Regions from separate parts of the Mus musculus genome. Here regions 2, 3, 4, 5, 6 and 7 are each linked to region 1. A link is a contact called in public HiChIP or PLAC-seq and promoter capture Hi-C data. All regions are on one chromosome and are shown on one strand. Each heading gives the region's core, a stretch centred on a gene start, on an enhancer-like site or on the middle of the called end of the contact. The rest is flanking DNA. Distances are from core to core; before and after follow the strand shown.

Region 1 (2,666 bases), core at 67-2,566:
GGGGGAAGGAAGAAGACACTTCCCCTTTCAGCAACGCCCCCACCCCACCCCCATTGGTCCCTACCTCAGGCCTTAGGGGCCTGGCAAACAGGATGGAGTTGGGGGCAGGGAGAACAGGGTCAAAGCGCACACACTGGCTACGTTCAGCTTGGAGCTGACTGGGGGAAGGGGTTTTCCTCCAAGAAGTACCACCAAGCCTAGAATCAGCTCTCAACAAGGAGACTAGAAAAATCCTAGAAAAGGCTCCCATGGTTACTTTCTCCTGGAAAGTTTGTTTGGAGTGATTTCTCAACAAGAATGGGTTGCAGAAATCAAAAGATATTGCTGTTTCCCTATCAACACTCTGGAAACCACAGCTACTAAAAACTGGGCGAGTGCTTCTTAAATTTTCTCTACCGGCCCAGACTCCAGGCCAAGCCACCAGTGTCAGACATCGGTAGGGCACTCAGCCCAGACCCTTCACCAGTTCCCCAGTCACCCTATCCCACCTCCGTAGGAGAAGGCATTGACCGGCGTACACTAGAGCGGAGGGAGGCGCCACAGGTCCAGCTCGGAGCTGCAGGGCAGGGCCTCCGTCTTCCAAGCGCTCACCTGCTCTGCTCAGCAGGTGGGAATTGCGTCCCTGGGAAAATGTGCACTCGGCCCCCACAGTTTGGAAAGCTGGGCGCAGACAATAGGGCCCCACCCAGGCCTGGGGGAGTAGGGAGGGAGGGAGAGAAAGCGAGGATGACGCGTGGGGTGCGGTGAGGGTGGCCCCAAAGAGACTAGGCAGCAAGTTTCCCAAACGGTAAATTCCTGTCACCGTGAGCTCCGGGACCAGGCGGAGCGGGTCAAAGTCTGCTCGGTCAGCTCCAGGGGAGAGTCAGGGACGCCGTGTTAGGCGAGCTCTGGGGCCCTGGGGGAGGCGCGAACTCCGAGGCACCTGCCCTAGTTCCTCCCCACCCTTCTCAGACCTGCGGTTCACCGAGCCTGGAGGGGCGCTCCAACCCAGATTGCTTGTCCCAAGGGTCCCGCGCCCCGGACCCCAGCGCGCCCCCTGTCGCTGGTGTAGGATGCGCTCCCTGACACCCGCCCTCACCTGCCCTGAAACCGCTGGAACCAGCCTCCCGGCCGCTTGCTGTCCCTACTCTCCCACAGTGATTCGTACCCCGATCGGGTGTACCTGAGCGTGGAGCCGGGCTGAGCCGAATCGGGGTCGGGTCTGGCCGGGAGGGAGCCGGCGCGGGCAGCGAACTGAGCTCGGCGCACTCGGGCGGCGGCTGCTCCGGACTCTGGCCAAGGCAGCAACTCAGTAACCGAACAAAAGGCAAAGGGACCTGACAGCCAAGCCACACCTCTCGCCCCCTCGAAGCTCCGCCCCCTAGGGAGACTCCCACCCTCTGAGGCTATCTCACTGGCTGCCCAGCCTGACTATCCCATCGAGGGGCGGAGCCTCGCGCCGGGACCTCTACCACGGCCGCCTCTGTTTATGCGCTCACCATTGGCCCCAGGGACTGCCACTCGACTCTGGGGTGGACGCCAACTTGAGGTCTCATCCTCACTCTGCATCTATTGGCAAATAGAAAGTTTCTTCTTTATGATTGGACAGAGGGCTGTCAGTAAGACTAAGGAAAAAGCCAATGGATCAGGTGGGGCGTGACTTGCCCCACCCTAGCCCTGAGCAGGTAAGACTCATTATTCTCCCCTTCCCCCCCTACCTGTCCAACAGGTGAGTCAGGGGGAGGCATGGGAAAGGACTGACGCCTTCACTAGCCAGCCAACTCAGCGTCAGGCTTATTCATTCTTGCCTCAACGTAGTAATAAGATGTTTGTAAAGCATTTCATAGGCTTTGTGCTGGGTTGGGATTTTCTCCCCCCTACAAAAGATGGAGTGTTCCCTGATCCCTTCTGTTTAGAATTAGCAGGCCTGGGTTTGGGTTCTCCCCTTAATCTTTGTATGACCTTAGGCTAGTTAGTGTACCTTTCACCCTGTATCTCTTCTGTAAAGTGGGTTCATTAGCTTTATCTATCTTAGGTTGGAGAGATTAAATGAAATAAGCTTTGTAGTAGCACTTAAACAGCTGAGGAATGTCAGTATTTAAACTGTCTCAGTTCGAGACAGTTCTTAAAAAGTGCTGGAGCAGCCAGGCAGTGGTGGCACTCGAGGAGGCAGAGGCAGGCAGATCTCTGTGAGTTAAGAGGCCAGCCTGGTCTTCAAAGTGGGATCGAAATGATCCATGTTAAAAGAATATTTTTAATGGGCTTGTGTGGTGCCTCAGTTGTGCAGATGTGACCACCCGAGTCTGATACCTCATGGAGGGAGACAACAGCCAAGTCTCACAGGTTGTCCTCTGTCCTCTGATCTCCCGCCTTGGCACAAGTGCCACACACATAAAAGTAAATAAAATGTAATGCGATTTTAAAACTACGCTCCAAAGAGATCACAAGACTAGGAAATATGGTACACTCTAAACTCCGACACCTTCTTTCTTTTTTTTTTTTTTTTGTTTTTGTTTTTGTTTTTGTTTTTCCAGACAGAGTTTCTCTGTATAGCCCTGGCTATCCTGGAACTCACTTTGTAGACCAGGCTGGCCTCGAACCCAGAAATCCACCTGCCTCTGCCTCCCGAGTGCTGGGATTAAAGGCGTGCGCCACCACGCCTGGGCCGACACCTTCTTTCAAGTCCC
Region 2 (2,666 bases), core at 122-2,621, 980 kb before region 1:
AAATGCTAACAAGACCCAACCTGCATAGAGAATCCAAGGAAAAGGAAACTGGCCAAAACAGGTGCTGAATTCATATAGCGCACGGAAGCAGTAACTCCTGGCTGGAAACTTCGCATCCCAGAGGAGCCCGTGTGAGGCCTTACATCTCTTCTTCAAGTTCCTGAACCTGGGATGAGACCACTTCGCCATTCACTATCTCCTGCACGACTGTCTTGATTTTTCGAGTTTTATTTGGGTCTAAAGGTAAAAAACAAACACAAACAAACAAACAACACAAAAGAGGATGATGATTATTACTAAGCAGTTATCAACCCAAGGTTTATTCTTGTTCAACTTAAGCTTTTCGTCAAATTCAGACTTTTGCAAGTGACTCCATTCCAAACCAAGTGAGTTTTACTTAGTGGAAATGAAATTTATTCAGGACTGTCTTGTGCACAAATCAAAAGGCTCAACGTCTCCCTCCATCTCTCTGTTCCTCTAGTTCTTTCTTTCAGTTCAGGGTCTTGCTAAATATTAGCCCAGGATAGCCTGGAACTCACTATCCCCCCCCCCCTCTCTCTTTCTCTCTCTCTCTCTTTTAATTTTTATTAAAAAAATTTAGCCCTCCAAGAGATGGGATGGCAGGCACACACTAATCCTGGTGTACTTTAAAAGCATTTAAGAAGTGTGCATGGTAGTGCATGAATGTAATCCTAGCATTCAGGAGGCAGAGGCAGGTGGATCTCCATGAGTTCAAGGGCAGCCTGGTCTACAGAGCGAGTTCCTGAACAGCCAGGGCTACACAGAGAAACCCCGTCTCATGGCGCTCATTTTGTCTTCCTAGAGTAGGATTTTCTTACTTGAGCTTGCTGAGAGTTTTAATATACCACTCCACTGCCCAGTGTGTTTGAGCAGAGATATGTCCCCTGCTCAGAACACAAATCTATTTTAAGTTATTTACACTCAACGTTTAGTGAGATCTTACAGTTTAGTCATTTCACGAATGAGAGTCTGCCTTATTTTTAATGATTCTCGTGTCCATACCTTTAGAGGAATCGACTGATGGTGTCTGCGGTTTGGAGACAGAAAGGGATGAGCTCTCGTCAAAACCGTCGCTGTAAAGAGAAGGAGAGCTGTGCTCACGTGATTGTTGGATAAGTAAGGAGACCCTGCTGCTTGAGCTTAAACATGAGAGACGCCTACACAACCGCAACAAAAATAGAGATGCTATTACAAGTTTCTTGGCTGACTGATGCACCACGAGGGTAGCTAATTGGGTCAGCACAGATTTTCATCCAAACCTCCTACAATGGGCTCTGAGGGGGAGCAGCTTGGTCTCAGAAATCAGCTGTCTTAATTTACCATCTGGGGCTCTTCCTTCCAGATTAGGCTGCTATTGTTGATGACGGGTTTGCTACCGTGGGGCTGGGTGATCCGGATGCTGCTATCGATGTGTTATCCCTAGCATCAAGAGATGGTTCTTCTAGAACATGTAAGTACTCATTTACAATGAGCATTTTATTAATTTGTATCAAGTGAGATAGTGGCTGAATACATTCTATTATCTAGTAAATTCTAGGCATGCATTTTCTAGATTTGTTGTTTTATCCTTTTTTCCCTCCTCTTCAAAAGTCTGTGTGTGTGTGTGTGTGTGTGTGTGTGTGCATGCATGTTCATGTGTTGGTTCTGGACTACACCTTGTTTGAGACACACTGGGCCACAGACTTCTGAGGCTCTTCATGCCTCCACCTTCTGTCTTCAGCAGGAGCGATGAGGTTAGAGATACACTCGACATGGGTTTTGGGGGCTCTGGACTCAGTTCTCTACACTTGCAAGCTTCCCAGCCCACCCCCTCTTCCTGCAGGCAGTATGCAGATGTAGCTCAGGTTGGTCTGGAACGTGGGTTCCTCTTGCCCCAGACTCCTCAGTGCTAGGATCACTGGCAAGATTTGTTCCCTGTTTAGTCGACTACAGCCCTCTTCTCCCACTGCAGAAAAAAAATCTGCATCAGGTGTCCACAGTCTTTCAGCCCCTACGATGTTTCCAATCTTATTGTCTGCTCACCCTTGGCTGTCCCCCTCCAGCAGCCGGCGGTAGGTCTCAATCTCCATCTCCAGGCGAGCCTTGACGCCCAGCAGCCGCTGGTGGTCCGCATTCTGGCGCTCCGCGTCAGCCCGCACCTGTTGGAGTTGCTCCTCCAGGCTGCCGATCAGCTGCTGCACCTGAGACAGTTGGCAGCAGTACCCACCCTCGGTTTCAGCCAGCGAGCCTTCCAGGGACGACTTCTGCAAATGGGAGATAGACAGAATTGTCTGGGGATCAGAGAACAAGATGGGCAGCCCATGGTCCAGCATACGGTGGGTGCAACATCTTTTTTTTTGGAAGTTAAAGGATGCATCATCTCTCTCTGCATGTCACGCTACCATGGCGAGCTGGGACTGGAGTTCAATCTCTAGGTTCTGCACCATGCGCTTCAGGTCGGTGACCTCGCTCTTGCTGGACTGAAGCTGCTCCGTGTTGCTGCTGATCTCTTTTCGGAGCTCTCTGCTCTGCAACAGCAAAGTAGGTGGATGGGGTGAGCTCTGCGCTGGCTCAAAGGGCTTTCTGGGAATGCATCAAATCTCGCGGTGTTACCTTTTCAAGAAACCAGGCCTCTGCATCTTTCCGATTTTGCTCAGCCATGGCTT
Region 3 (2,666 bases), core at 95-2,594, 900 kb before region 1:
GGGGGTGCGGGGGTTAAATCATGCTCCTTCATACAAAGGGAAGGGTTATAGCTTTAAGAACACAACTGTGAGATGACTGTCACCCCTCTGCTTGTATCCAGGCATCCCAGAAAGTAGAAGCTGAGCATCTTAGGTGTTTGACTGGGAAGCATGGTATTCTTTGGGAAGCCCATCTCTCCAGTTTTTAAATGCCCAATTTTACTATTCTCACCCCCCCACCCCCAGCAATATGCCTTTATCAGAAGTGTGACCCACTTTATCTTTTAGCAGTTCCTAGAAAAATATCCAGGGATGTCCACGATCTATCTGCTGCTGGAGAGACAGCTTTTTCCGCATGACCTACACAGTAGCGTAACTCAGCCTTTTGTTGATAGAGAGTCACACTGTCGTCAGGCCTCTGAGGTGGAGCAGAACTGATCTGATTTGGAAGCAAATTCTCTCCTGGGCCTTGTGTACCGAGGGTGCACCCTGCATAGCAGCCTTATCATTTCTGTGATGTCGTTGGATCTTACGTGATACTTGCACGGTGACAGGCTGTCTGACACTCCTAAGGCTCACATATTTGGTTCACCCCCCGCCCCACCCCCCCATGTTTTAAAGTGTGTAGAAAACCAGGCAGTTTTGCTGTTTAAAAGATAGTGTATAGTAAATCTGAAATGTTTGCTGTCTGGTTTCTACATCATTTGCAGAGAGGAAATTATTTTTATAAACAGATTTCCCCGAATCCATCCATACTTAAGCTATAGCAGTAAGATTTGGGTGAGCAGTACTTGAGCTGAGTTCTTTTTGCTGTTTGCCCTGGGAACTGCCATGCACACAGTCTGGTTCCCCCTCCCTCTATCCTCTCTGGGTATGGCAGTACCATAGCTACAGGGTCTCTCTCAGTGTCTTACCTGCTCCTGCAGGCGGCTGATGTTTTCCTCATACTGGGAATAATCCTTTCTGTGGCTGGGTTCTCTCTCCTGATGCCACCTTAGTATACGGGTTTCCAGCTTCGAGTTAGCCTCCTCTAGAGCCCGCACCTTCTCCAGATATGTGGCCAGGCGATCGTTGAGATTCTGCATGGTGGCCTTGCCATTGCCACCTAGCAGGGGACTGCTTCTTCCAGACCCCCATGATCCTCCAGGAGGCAGGCAGCCTGGCGTGGTGAAGGAAAGGGAGATGCGGACACCCCCTGCGCCTCCATGGACACTCGGTGCCCGATGGCAGCTCCCCTGCCGCCCCCGGGTGCTTCCGAGGCTGTGGACAGAGGCCGAGTAGGTCTGGTTAAAGCTGTGGCTGGAGTTCATGGTCCCATCTGTGTATGGAGCAGGGCTATCTCAGCTCTCTGACGCTCACAGGACTGAACTGCCTCAGACTGCTTGAGATGGTTTTATGCCCTTTGCTGTGGGAGTTTCCTTCTCTGACAACTGTACCGACAAGATCCTATCATTGTGCAATGTGTGTTTCCTCTTGGTCAATCCGGAGGTGCCCCTGGGCCAACACACTCTGCTGTTGTTGTTTAGAACCACGTGAATATGCCAGTTACCACCTCCCTCCCAGTGGTAACCCGGAGGCGTGGCCCAGGCCACCAGGTGGGTAGCAGATCTCAGATGTCTTTCTAATCTCGCAGTGGAAAATTTCCAATGTACATTCGCCCAAAAAAGGTCAGATTAAAGTCCACAGTAAGACTGGTGTGGTATAGCTTTTCTTTTAAAAAAAACCAACCATTAATCTCTCTCACACACACAGTGCTCCAGATAAACCCTCTTACACCAGGATAAGAAAGACTTACAAGGTTAGAACCAGAACAAACCAGAATCTCAAGTCCTGGAGGAAATCTGCTCCCGTGCGGAAGGAAACAGAGAGGGCTCTGAATATCTGATTCCTTTGTGTCTGCTGCCGTTTGATGGAAAGTAATTTCAAAGGAATCACTCTTCAGAACAAACCCTCAATTACAGTCGTAATTAATTAATGAATGACTGGCCTTCCGCTTCCAGGATGCCTTTGATCCCAGCACACCTCAAAACCAAACAAGCCAGCCTGTGCCTGGGATGTCCCTGGGCTCCAGGGAGGAAAAGATGGCTTTGCTATTTGACCAGTAGCCCTGGGCAGTCTCTGTTTTTTTTGGTTGAGTCCCCGGACCATTGACCTGTATGCGATCTACAGCAGGGGCTATGAAAACAGGAAGCCCGTCGTGGTGGTCTGACATGTGTGATGCATCTTAACTTTCTGCCAAGGCAGAGGTTGAGAGTGAATAATGATGTAGTTTGGGGCAAGGGCTCTGTGCTGGTTACTGGTGACTCCATTTAAAGATGACGTAGAAATAAGCTGTCAGGGTCTATGGAGATAGTTCAGAGGGTCAGGGTCCTTGCTGGGCCAGCCATGCACACAGTCTATGTGTATCCCCAGAGTCTATGTGTGGTGTTGCTATTACACCTTTCCGTTGTTGGTGTGAGTGCAGAGACAGGAGGGTCTCTGGGGCTTGGAGCCCACCAGTGTAACTCCTGGTTTAAGGAGAGACTCTGTCTCAGTGGAATAAGGTAGAAGGTGACAGAGGAGGACACCCAGTGACCTTTGCTGCTTTCTGGTGTGCTCATCCTCTCCCACCCCCATGCTCACAAACATGAGGCACACATACATACGAAACAAAAAATAAAATGTCAGTTATCAGAAGAGACTTTGGT
Region 4 (2,666 bases), core at 73-2,572, 900 kb after region 1:
CAGATCACTCAATAGCTTAGAGCACCTGTTGCTCCTGTAAAGGACCTAGGTTCGAGTCCTAGCCCTCACACGGTGGCTCACAACCACCTGTTAACTCCAGTTCAGGGATCTGACGCCCTCTTCTGGCCTCTCCCGGCATCAGGCATTCTCGTCATGGACAGATGTACATGTAAGCAAACCACCTATACACATAACTAATACTAATTATGAATAAAAATGAATCAAGGTCTAGGGAGCTATATACAACAAAGCCAAGGTTTCCATGCTAATGCCAGGCCCATGAACGTGTTTAAACTCGCTAATCACCTCTCTCACTCTCTTCTTCAGGCTTCAAGGCTCTCCTACACTTCACTGGACCTCAGGTAAGTATGCTCACTGATGGCTCTAACCTCAACTCGTCACCTGTAAGAGGATGCACCATGGCACTTCTCCTGTCCTTTTTATTTTTGGAAACAGGGTCTCATTCAATAGCGCAGGCTGGCCTGGAACTTGAGGCAGCTCCGGCGTCAGCCTCCTGAGTTGCTGCAGTTATAGATGTGAGCCACCAAGCCTGGTTTCCACGGGGACTGTTACAGGACACCTGATTGATACACTGGTAAATCTTCAAGAAATTCTGTTATATGTGAATACTCCTTCACTCTGGAGACACTGTCAGAGGTCTATTCCTGACGAGAAAACCGAAAGCCAGAGACCGCCACCTCAATGTCCCTAAAGTTGCCCACTTCCCTCCTTCTTGACCACCCCTTTCCTCGGATCCTGCTGACCTGTGAGTTCCTGGATGGTGACCCGGTCCAGGATCTTGAAGCTCGTGTCCAGTTTCAGAGGCTGGCTACAGCGCTGGCACACGAAGCTCACCTGCATGGTGCTGCTGGACGCCTTAGACCCCTCCATGCCTGCGACAGCGGAGAAAAGACGACGTTAAGAAGAATCGGCTCCTTTGAACCTCGGGCCCGAGGCTACCCGCTGCCTTGGTGGTGGAGGTGAAGAGGAAAATCCCGGTCCGCGCCGTTCCCTCTGGGAGTGGGATGACACCAAGAGGACCCGCTTCCGGGGCAGAGCCCAGCTAAGGCAGTCTAGTCTCCCGAGCGGGGAAACGGGGCACCAGAGTGGCCGCCAGGGACTCTAGGCTTCTTCCTAAGGTCTCACTTCAGGCCCCGACGCTCCTCACCTCAGGAGCCCGGAGCCCGCCACCCAGGCTCGTTCTACCGCGGGGGCACGGTGGCCTCGGGTCCGCCCCGGAGCGAGACCTCCAGAGTTCCCATCGCCCGGTCTTCAGCTACTTCCCGGTCGGCTAGCTGAAGACTTCCGCCCAGGACCAGAAGTGACGTCACGACGGGAGCTGACGCAAGGACCCCTGCTCCAGATCCCTGTTTACCCGGCTCGGAGCGCCATCCAAAGGCCGAGCGGGGAAGTGCAGCAGTGCCGACAGGTGGGCCGAAGCTGCCCACACTCTTCTGATTTAGACGGTCCACTCAAGATTTGTTACTTCCAAGTGGAGCCACTTCTATATTCCTTAGGGATCAGGGTGTTGTTTGTTTGTTTGTTTGTTTGTTTGTTTGTTTGTTTGAGACAGGGTTTCTCTGTGTAGCCCTGGTTGACCTGGAACTCGCCCTGTAGACCAAGCTGGCATCCACTTCACAGAGATCCACTTGCCTCAGCCTCCTAAGGGCTGTGATTAAAAGCGTGCACCACCACCTTCCGGCATGTGTGAGCTTTTAAAGTGTATTTTTGGGAGAGTCAAATTGTCTAAACCCTTCTGAGGGAGTGCGTTTGGCAGGATGGTAAATTTTATTGTTATATGTATGTATGTATGTGTATGTGTGTATGTATGTATATATGTTTGTATATGTGTATATAATAAAATGCAAATACATTAAAGGTGATAGTTATATGTATGTATATATGTGTATGTGTGTATTATGTATGTATATAACAAAATGTAAATAAATAAAAAGGTGACAGTGGAGACTGGAGAGATGGCTCAGCAGTTAAAAGCACCAACCGCACTTCCAGATGACCTGGATTAAATCAAATCCATCCACCCACATGGCAGCTCATAACTGTCTGTAACTCCAAGAACTGACACCACTATCACCACTTTCACACAGTCATCCATGTATGCAAAACACCAATGCATTTGTGGTGTGTGTGTGTGTGTGTGTGTGTGTGTGTGTGTGTGAGAGAGAGAGAGAGAGAGAGAGCTGGCTCCTGTGAGTATGTGTGTATCTGGAATCATATCCAAGGCCTCTCATATACTAAGCAAGTACTCCACCAATGAACTGTATGTCCAGCCCTACTTTGTAAGTTTAACATATGTGGGCTGCCAAGATGGCTCAACCTGTAAAAGTGTGTGCACCAAACGTGAGAGAGACCCTAAGGTCAATTCCTAAGGATCGGAGTAGGAGGAGATGAAGTTGACCTCCAAAGGAATTCCAGGGTATGGACTGCCCTCCACCACCACTAAGGATAATAAAAATAATTGAATGTTTTCCATGTTGCTCCAGTTTTGTTAATTAACATTCTCATTGCTGCAATACATCACAGCAGAAACGCACAGATTACAGTGAATTTCTTTATTGATGGAAACTTCCATTGCTTCCAATTTGGGTGGATACAATAATATCACAATGAGGAATTGACTTTGTCCTAGAACAGAACCTTATCAT
Region 5 (2,666 bases), core at 106-2,605, 670 kb after region 1:
TGTGTCATGTAATGTTTTTCTAAAAACTGTCTTATGAGAGATGTTTTGGCTAAAGCAGACCCATGAAAAGATGATTTGCTAAGAATAGACACATGATGTTCTTCTAGAGACAGCCTAAAAGGGGGGGGGGTGGATATGATGTTTTACCAGAGCATATACTTGAGAAAACACATGATGTTTCTTTTAAAAAGACATAAATATAGCCCAAGGGACAGTAGACACTGCCAGATGGTGTTGGTTCACCTTGCCATTCTTTGTTGGTTATCATTTGTCATCACTTCATAGAAGGAAACGCACCAGGTAACTTCTAACAGCTTTATGACAATGGGTAAGTCTTTTTTTTTTTTTTTTTTTTTTGAACGTACTGAACACGAGTTTTCCTTTGAAATGCATTAATTTAACAGACCACCAGCTTCCAGCATCCTGGAAGCTAAGAATGTTATCTGAAGCCTGCAACTGATTCCCAGATTCACTATAACCCACTTCTGATGTCTCCACCAATCTATTCAAAAAAGTGTTTTGATATGTGCTCCATTACTATAAAAACTTCAAATTATTTCCACATTGGAACATGGAAACTGGGTTGACCTAAAACTGTTCCAGGGCCATGGTCATTCATATTGGGCTTCAGAATAAGCTCTCAGTCCTTTTGAAGCGAGAGTTGTGGGTTTTGCTGTCAATAGAGGACAATCTCGGGTGTTACCTTCTACCTTAAGATAAGGTCTCTTCCCCATCTGTCACTTTATACATCAGGGCAGCTGTCTCCAGCGCTCATCTCCCGGGAGCACTGGGATTGCAGCCTCCCAATGCTGGGACAGCTTTATGTGGATTCTGCCAATTCAAATGAATGTCCTCAGGTGCAAGCGCTTTATCCACTGAGCTATCTTCTCACCCAGAGAAATCCTTATTTGGTTTCCAGATCTTTAGCCAGAAATGACAACTGAGACTTCTCTAATATAAACAACAGTCTGATACGAAATAAAATCCAAATACACATTTATTAGATGAGGGGTTAGAATATAGCTTAGTGGTAGAGCCAAGTCTTGGCTGGCTTCAATTCTCGTCGCTTAAAAGAGTGGCTAGATATTTGGAAGGGAAGTGACTTGCGGAAGAAAGAGGGCCGAATCTGAAAGGGCTTGGGCATGCGCAGCGTCTCATCGGGCCGAGGATGTTTCATAGGGTCACGCACCCTCCAGCCACGAGCGCGGTCAGCAGACCCTGACCAGTGTCTGAGTCCGGAAACCAGGTTCTCCGGGCGGGTAGCAGGAGCCAACCTTCAGGTCACGTGGCCCGAGGTCGGCAGCCGATTGGATGCTGGCAGCCCTGCCCCGCGGGCCCGGAGCTTGGTATTGGTTGTGAGGGGGCAGCGGCCGCGCGGTTGGCATCATGGAAGCCGCGGGGCTGGCCGTGATTCTGGGGTTCCTACTCCTGGCTGGGGGCTCTGTGGGTGATGAGGCTCGGGAGGCAAAGGCCGTGCGGGAACTGGTGGTCCGGCTACTGGGACCCGGGCCGGCGGCCAATTTCTTGGTGTCCGTGGAGCGCGCGCTGGCGGACGAGTCGGGCCTGGACACCTACAGCCTGAGCGGCGGCGGCGGGGTGCCAGTGCTTGTGCGCGGCTCCACGGGCGTGGCGGCAGCCGCGGGGCTGCACCGCTACCTGCGTGACTTCTGTGGCTGTCAGGTGGCCTGGTCCAGCGCTCAGCTGCACCTGCCGTGGCCGCTGCCCGCTGTGCCCGACGGGCTGACCGAAACCACGCCCAACAGGTATTGATGCTGTGGGTCCCAGACGGCTGGGGCAGCTGCCTGCAGCCTCGGGACAGCCACCGTTGGTGAGGACCAGCACACCTAAGTCGGGGCTGCAGCTACAGACTCGCCTGGAGACTGAGAAGGAAGTGCTGGCTCGGGGATCTGTGCCTTCAAATCTTGGCTCCCCTCTAGCTGTATATTCTTGAGCCAAATCATTTAGCTTCCCAGCCCCCACTGCTGGAAATAATGACAAACTATAGGAACTGTGAGCCCTCTTCATGAGAGAGACCAATTTTGCCTTATGGCACTGACACCCTAAGACACCACAGGATGCACAGCAGGAGCTCTGGGCATGTTGAATAAAAATGAAGTTATGTATTCACAATAGCTACTAGCTAGGGAGGTCTGCGGGAAGTTCCAGCTTCACCCGAGGTGGATTTGGAATGAGCAGGAGAGGAGGCACATTGAAACCTTTGCCCACTGTCCTGTATGCGTACTGTGTTGGGGTTAGTAGCTGCCTCTGGCTGCCTCTGAAGTGTTCCAGAGGGGTGAGTGAGGCATCCCATATGTCCCCAATAATGTGCCCCTACCCGCAGGTACCGCTATTACCAGAATGTGTGCACGCACAGCTACTCCTTCGTGTGGTGGGACTGGGCCCGTTGGGAGCAAGAGATTGACTGGATGGCACTGAATGGCATCAACCTGGCTCTGGCTTGGAATGGCCAGGAGGCCATCTGGCAAAGGGTTTGTGCCAACCTGGCCCCTCACACTCTCCTGCCTGCCTTACATACACCCCTGCCCCTGGGAAACCGAGGCCTTCCAGGGTGGGACAAAGTATCTGGCAGTATATGTCTGTAATCCCAGGACTCAGGTAGAGGCAGGAAGATTCAAGATTGAGTTCCAAGGCAGGAACTCAATCAG
Region 6 (2,666 bases), core at 78-2,577, 570 kb after region 1:
ACTCCTAACGCCCACCCTACCTGCCCCACCCGCTCCCAGCAGGCGCCAAGGGCGCCCGCGCACTGCAAGACCCTTGGGAACTGAAAGTGCCTGGAGGCCAGGGGCAGATCGCGGCCTAGGGACATGCGTGGGTAGCCGAGGTTGGTGCGGGGGCGCGGGGATAGGGTGTGGGGGGCTGACGATCGTGTCCCTTGCATGGCGCCCCCGCCACTGCGTGCCTGAGCCCTGAATCACCCGCTATATCGGGCCCGCAGCGCCGGAGGCCCCAGGTCCCGGGCCCCACCTTTAGTGTCTGCTTACAGAGGGGCATACAGAGACCACCAGAGACCTCGGGCATTCCCTCCCTTTTCCCTCTCTCCGCCCCACCAAAAAAAAAACTTCCTCCAAGTGGAAAGGCGTTTGACAGAGACAAGCTGGGAGCATTCAGCGTTCCCAAGTCTAGCCCGCTAACTTTTCCGATAGGAGTTAGAGACCGTGGGGAGGAGCCTGGAGAGGAAGGCGCAGGGTGCGCCCCTCTGTGAGCCCCAAGAGTTTGCCACTCCCTAAACCCCACTCCAACTGGGTTCACAGGAAGGGGGGAGGAGCTCCTGACCGCTCTCACCAGGCCGGGCTGGCGGAGAGACGAGCCTCGGCCGGGTGTCCCCACCCGGATCCCAGGCCGGGACCCCAGCTCTGGGCGCGGTCCGCCCCGCGGGCTCACCTGGTAGATCATGACTTTGAAGTTGCGGCGCCTCAGCAGCTCCGCCTCGTTGACCTCCAGTTTCTTTATCTGGCCGGCCTGGCGCTCCAGGCTGCCGCGCACGGTCTTCACGTTGACGCTGACCTTGCGCACCTTCTCCAGCAACTTGCTCACGGTGTTGCTCGTGGTGGCGTGCGCCTTGCCCAGCTTGCTCAGCTCTCCCTGGATGCTCTGCACAGCGCCCTCCATCTCCGCCTGTCGCTCCTCCAGCTGGGCTTGGGTCAGCTGGATCTGGTCAACGGCGCCGATGATTTTATCCAGAAGGCTCAGCACCAGCACACCGTTCACCTGGTCCGACTTGATCAGCTCGTCGGAGCCGGTCCCCGACGGCTCCTCCGTGGCCCGCGCCTCCCCTTGGGTGGGCTCCGGGCCCTCTGAGGAAGCATCGGGAAATCCGGAATACGGCCGCTCAACGATATGGAGCGTGACATCCTCCATGGCTTCCCGGAGCCGTGCGGGGCCGACCGGGTGGAACTGGAGCGGGAGACCGGGAGAGAAGGAGGAGCGAGAGACTGGACAGCGAGCAGGAGCCCAGAGCGGAGGAAACTCGAGCCACGTCCGTGCGCACCGGGACTCTAGCCAGAACTGTGGGGCGGGGAATCTGCGAGTTGCCCGGCTCCTAGACCAAACCCGGAGTCCCGTCGGCCATTGGCTGGCCCCACCCCAGAAAGGGAGGAACCGGGGCAGGAGGGGAGACCAACCCCGGAGGGGCAGCAGAGGGGAACCCAAGAGCTGGGCGCCCCACCCTGTTCAGGATGGTTGGAATAGTTGGAGCGGGAGTCTAGGGCCCCCCTTGGCAGTGGAGGCTGCGGCAGCGGGACTGGGGCAGAGGAATGTGAGCTGCGGAAAGGAATTAGGTCTTCGGAGTGTGCTCTACTCTTTCTCTTTCCTCACCCACAAACCCACTCCAGCCTTTTAAGATCAAGCTGAGGTCCAAATGGCGCGTGAATTGGGTGTAAACGAGTAGTTTGTGTCTATGCCTCATGTCCTTGGAGGATCCTTGCCCTATACAATCTTTTTCAAAGATTTGGGGGTCTGCCCCCATCGTCTATCTATACACTGAGTTACCACTGTCCCCCAAATCTTGTGGGGTTGTTAGTGAGAGAGAGGGAAGAGATGAAATGACAGAAAGGGTGACGGCCTAGAAAGGGCCTCTAGGTTTCTCTTAGAATTGTAAGGACAGGGCATGATTAAGGCGAGAAGTAAATTATAAAGTAAAAGCTTTTGGTCACTTCTCCCAGGGCCCCCTCCAGCAGATATCTAGCTAATTCTAAGAATGTGAGCGTCGGACTCGTTCTTCCCTTGGGTTCTCGGATATTAGGTGAGCATTCAGGGAGATCACGGAACCCCATCTCTTTACCTAGCAGAGAAAAGAAGGCCAAGAGGAGGCAGGTGGCTCTCCAGGGTTCACTCCAGGTTACTGTTGCCATCTGTTCTTAGCTCCAGGTCTCTGAACTCCACCGGTACTCAGTACCTTTCCCTGGGGCAGGAATTGGGGCAACTATAGCGGTACTACCGAATGGGGAAGCGAACAGTTTTCTTCATGGTGCTGAACACCAAGGAGCTGGCAGTTCTGAGCAGGCGCAGAAAAGTCCTTAGCACAGACGTCTAGAGACACAGGCTGCCCTGTGTCTCTAGACACAGGCCCTCAGCAATCCCTGGAGCCACCCCAATTCCCTTTCCCACAGAGATACTGAAAACCTTTTCCCTGATTAGGAAACCAGGCTTGGGGTTCCCCGCCTGGATGGGTTCTCGGCAAAAGGTCACTTCTAGTCTGGTGCCCACCCTCCTTAAGTTAAACGCTGCTCTGTGGAGACTCGAGGGTCGTCGATCTAATCAATCAATTCACCAACGTGTGGAGCAGATTGCCATATAGGGTATAGAACTTTAGGGACCTCTGAATAAAACAGCAATCCCCCAACACACC
Region 7 (2,666 bases), core at 123-2,622, 540 kb after region 1:
GGGATGTGGACCAGGTATGAAAAAAGTGACTTGAGCAACAGTCTGGATTTTGCCAACTTACCAATTTATAGCCACACACCCCCCAACAGGTAAAGTTTACACACAGAACTCAGCCAAGGCCAGCCTGTCTTTGTTTCCCTAGCTTCTGCTTTTACACAAGAGCTTGGCTATGAGACAGAAAACTCCCACTCTTGATTGGCTCACCCTGGCCTGTGCAATTAAGCAACACCACGATCCAGTAAATGCAATGGCTCAATTATTTATCGTCTCGTCGAGTTTACCAGGTGTTTATGAGAGAACAATGTCAAAGAGGAAAGAGGTTTGTTGCTCTTTAGAGCTGGTTTGGCCAGGGATTTATTTTGAATTGGGAAAAAAAAAAGTGTTCTTAACAAGGTGGGGGAAATCATAGCTTAACACAGAAAGAGATGGGAGAGAATTTAGAAAGGATACAAGTTTGTCAATTTTCTATAGGAAATCTGATTCTTAAGAAAAAAATCTAGCCAGTCCCAGAGGCTGGGGGGGGGGGGGGAGGGGGAGGGGGAGGGGCGGAGAGGCAGGAGGAGAGACACAACAGTTCCCACCTCCTAAGTGGGTACAGCTGACTACAGAAGGAACGGGAGCAAGGCAAAGAAAGTGGCTAGGCAAGGAACGGCCAGGCCCAGCACAGGGGCAGGAAGGAGGCTCCTTCTAACGCCTCCACCCCAATGATCTCCACCTGAGTGGCAGTGGCTCTGGTGGCCCGAACGTCCCTAGCCTCCGGGAGCAGTCACAGGAGGGCCGCTTCTGTCAGTTCTGTTACCCTCAGCCTAGAATGTCCTCCCCCCCACGGTCCTACACCCCCCAGAACTCCCCACTCTCTCTCCGCATCTCCCCCTCGAAACTTACAGCGTCCCTTCCTTTCCCAGGCTGGTTCCTGTCATCCGGACGTCAGTGCCGCCGGGACGACCCTGTGTGTCTCCTCCTATCCTCCTGCCCCATGTAAGTGTCCATTCACAGCTCTAAGCACCCCCACAGCTGACGAACCGTGGGGTCCCCCATGCCGTCCCCCGTGCCGTCGGGGAGGTGGCCCCACCCTGCACCCCCTTCACCTGTCTCCGGGGCTGAGGCCCGACTGGCCGGCCTGCGCTGACTCCAGGCGCGAGCTGCTGGGCTCCCGAGGGCCGCCTGGCCTCTCCTAGCCGACGCGGTCAGGCGACACCGAGCGGGGTTGTACCTCAGCGATCCGGTTAGGGCTCGTTCCCTCCGCCGCGACGTCGGAACCCCAGGTTCCCCCTCCCTGTCTACACTGCAGCTCCGGAAACCGCTGAATTACAGCCCCTCCAGCCAATCCCCACCCAGCCGCCACTGGCCAAGACACGCCTCCATGCATAATTAAGGAATGGCCAGCTGGCTAGGCCACCCTGAGGCCTCCGGGCGAGCGCTGTACTTCCTAAGCCCCGCCCACTAACCAATGAAAAACGCCTCTAGGAGAGAAGGCGGGGTCGAGAGCTCTGGGCACACCTCCCTGAGTTGGCTGTTCTGAGAGCTTTGTGCTCCTCCCTCCGCGACCAAGGGACGCGCAGAGGCCTAGCTTACAAAAAAGCCCGGGGGGAGGGAGGAGACATTAGCGGAATGTCCTGCTGAAAACTCAGCTGAGTTCCTGGCAGTGCGTGACGTCAAGACACTTTAAATGCCCTGATACGGCTCGCTTCTGCCCGCTCTCCCTTTTCCCGGCCCTTGGCACCACGTGGGGGCGAGTTTGTGAGCTCCTTACCACGTGGGAATCAGCCACTTAGGCGGTCCCCAGGTGTCACCCCACTTAAGCATTTGGGTTTGTGGAGACATCAAAAAAGAACATGGGCAACTCCTGGCTGCTCTGAACTTCAGTTCTGCGTGATTATGGGCATACACCCGGAAATATGACGTGGAAATAGAGTAATTACTAGATTGCGTGGGGGAGAATAGTGGCTATAACCCGGTTCTCTGTTCCACCATTTCAAACCTGAATCTCAACAGCAAGGCTGATTGGTCAGCTCACAGAAATGCAGAGAGCCTATGCATGACAGCTGACACGAATACACAGTACTTGCCATTTCCACGTGTGTCTGAGTTCTTTTTTTTTTAAACTGTTATACTGGGTCTTGAAATTCTGAAAGATAGTTTTGACCAACTTGTTTCCATTAAAAGGTACTTATTTTAGGAGCTAGAGGGATGCCTAAGTTAAGGGGACTGCCAGGCTGATCCTGGTAAAAATTCAAGTTCAAGTTCCAGCATCCCACAAGATGGCTCTTAGCCATTTGTAACTCCACTCTGGGGTCTGGGGGGGGGGGGGGGATCTGAAGCCCTCCTCAGGCCTCTGCCCGCAGCAAAGACACACACCTTGTGCAGAAAAACGTGCAGACAAAATTAAATCACTTTTAATTAGGCACTTAATTTTAAGAACTGAAGCTAACACACACAGAGAGAAAGCCCATAAAATATTCTGATGATTTTAGGATTCATTGTTAACATTAACTAGTCTTTCACCATTAAACTTAAATGTCCAATTGAGACAAACCAGTTCTTCCACACTTTCCCACTACTGCTTAACTAGAGTGGCAGGAGTTAGGAGTAACATCCATTTAGTCTTTTGGGGGGGGTCTTGACGCTCTTGAAATTATCTGACCTATTTCACGTCTTGTATGTTG

Evidence for each region. Promoter capture Hi-C pulls out the DNA fragments that hold promoters and counts their contacts. HiChIP or PLAC-seq counts read pairs in DNA pulled down with a chosen protein or histone mark. Capture Hi-C pulls out chosen DNA fragments and counts their contacts.
Region 2: a contact with region 1 is called in a promoter capture Hi-C map of hippocampal neurons, with 4 times the contacts expected there. The contact joins the promoter of A830036E02Rik here to the promoter of Jup in region 1. A contact is called at or near these places in 3 of 39 promoter capture datasets (the 3T3-L1 cell line, hippocampal neurons and pre-B cells).
Region 3: an H3K27ac HiChIP or PLAC-seq map of extraembryonic endoderm stem cells shows a contact between it and region 1. The contact joins the promoter of Krt23 here to the promoter of Jup in region 1. A contact is called at or near these places in 1 of 39 promoter capture datasets (liver) and 1 of 115 datasets of contacts at active chromatin or transcription factors (extraembryonic endoderm stem cells).
Region 4: a promoter capture Hi-C map of liver shows a contact between it and region 1, with 3 times the contacts expected there. The contact joins the promoter of Becn1 here to the promoter of Jup in region 1. A contact is called at or near these places in 3 of 39 promoter capture datasets (HPC-7-derived erythroid cells, the SN4741 cell line and pre-B cells) and 2 of 9 other capture datasets (adipose tissue and liver).
Region 5: a promoter capture Hi-C map of pre-B cells shows a contact between it and region 1, with 12 times the contacts expected there. The contact joins the promoter of Naglu here to the promoter of Jup in region 1. A contact is called at or near these places in 4 of 39 promoter capture datasets (cranial neural crest, liver, pre-B cells and 1 more), 1 of 15 datasets of contacts at CTCF or cohesin (large pre-B cells) and 2 of 115 datasets of contacts at active chromatin or transcription factors (embryonic stem cells and microglia).
Region 6: a contact with region 1 is called in a promoter capture Hi-C map of hippocampal neurons, with 2.3 times the contacts expected there. The contact joins the promoter of Cavin1 here to the promoter of Jup in region 1. A contact is called at or near these places in 10 of 39 promoter capture datasets (3T3-L1-derived adipocytes, the C10 cell line, cranial neural crest and 6 more).
Region 7: a contact with region 1 is called in a promoter capture Hi-C map of embryonic stem cells, with 2.5 times the contacts expected there. The contact joins the promoter of Stat3 here to the promoter of Jup in region 1. A contact is called at or near these places in 3 of 39 promoter capture datasets (embryonic stem cells, liver and pre-B cells), 1 of 484 Hi-C or Micro-C datasets (embryonic stem cells) and 3 of 115 datasets of contacts at active chromatin or transcription factors (embryonic forebrain, embryonic stem cells and large pre-B cells).

The regions. Positions count from the first base shown.
Region 1 is chr11:100,396,474-100,399,139 of GRCm38.p6, forward strand. It overlaps Jup (junction plakoglobin), which reads right to left and starts at 1,317. Exons shown (of 14, transcript NM_010593.2): 1 at 1,163-1,317. Gm12348 (predicted gene 12348) reads left to right here and starts at 1,643. Exons shown (of 4, transcript NR_132425.1): 1 at 1,643-1,664.
Region 2 is chr11:99,415,872-99,418,537 of GRCm38.p6, forward strand. A830036E02Rik (RIKEN cDNA A830036E02 gene) reads left to right here and starts at 1,372. Exons shown (of 4, transcript NR_153851.1): 1 at 1,372-1,471; 2 at 2,064-2,541; 3 at 2,658-2,666. Krt12 (keratin 12) reads right to left here. Exons shown (of 8, transcript NM_010661.2): 4 at 2,614-2,666; 5 at 2,403-2,528; 6 at 2,044-2,264; 7 at 1,024-1,094; 8 at 1-237. The coding sequence ends at 140.
Region 3 is chr11:99,491,776-99,494,441 of GRCm38.p6, forward strand. It overlaps Krt23 (keratin 23), which reads right to left and starts at 1,345. Exons shown (of 8, transcript NM_033373.2): 1 at 894-1,345. The coding sequence starts at 1,289.
Region 4 is chr11:101,300,964-101,303,629 of GRCm38.p6, forward strand. Becn1 (beclin 1, autophagy related) reads right to left here and starts at 1,323. Exons shown (of 12, transcript NM_019584.4): 1 at 1,169-1,323; 2 at 765-893. The coding sequence starts at 891.
Region 5 is chr11:101,068,739-101,071,404 of GRCm38.p6, forward strand. It overlaps Naglu (alpha-N-acetylglucosaminidase (Sanfilippo disease IIIB)), which reads left to right and starts at 1,356. Exons shown (of 6, transcript NM_013792.2): 1 at 1,356-1,763; 2 at 2,342-2,489. The coding sequence starts at 1,387.
Region 6 is chr11:100,969,290-100,971,955 of GRCm38.p6, forward strand. It overlaps Cavin1 (caveolae associated 1), which reads right to left and starts at 1,328. Exons shown (of 2, transcript NM_008986.2): 1 at 701-1,328. The coding sequence starts at 1,177.
Region 7 is chr11:100,938,168-100,940,833 of GRCm38.p6, forward strand. Stat3 (signal transducer and activator of transcription 3) reads right to left here and starts at 1,373. Exons shown (of 24, transcript NM_213659.3): 1 at 1,089-1,373. It overlaps Gm46295 (a long non-coding RNA gene), which reads left to right and starts at 171. Exons shown (of 2, transcript XR_001780333.2): 1 at 171-319; 2 at 906-2,075.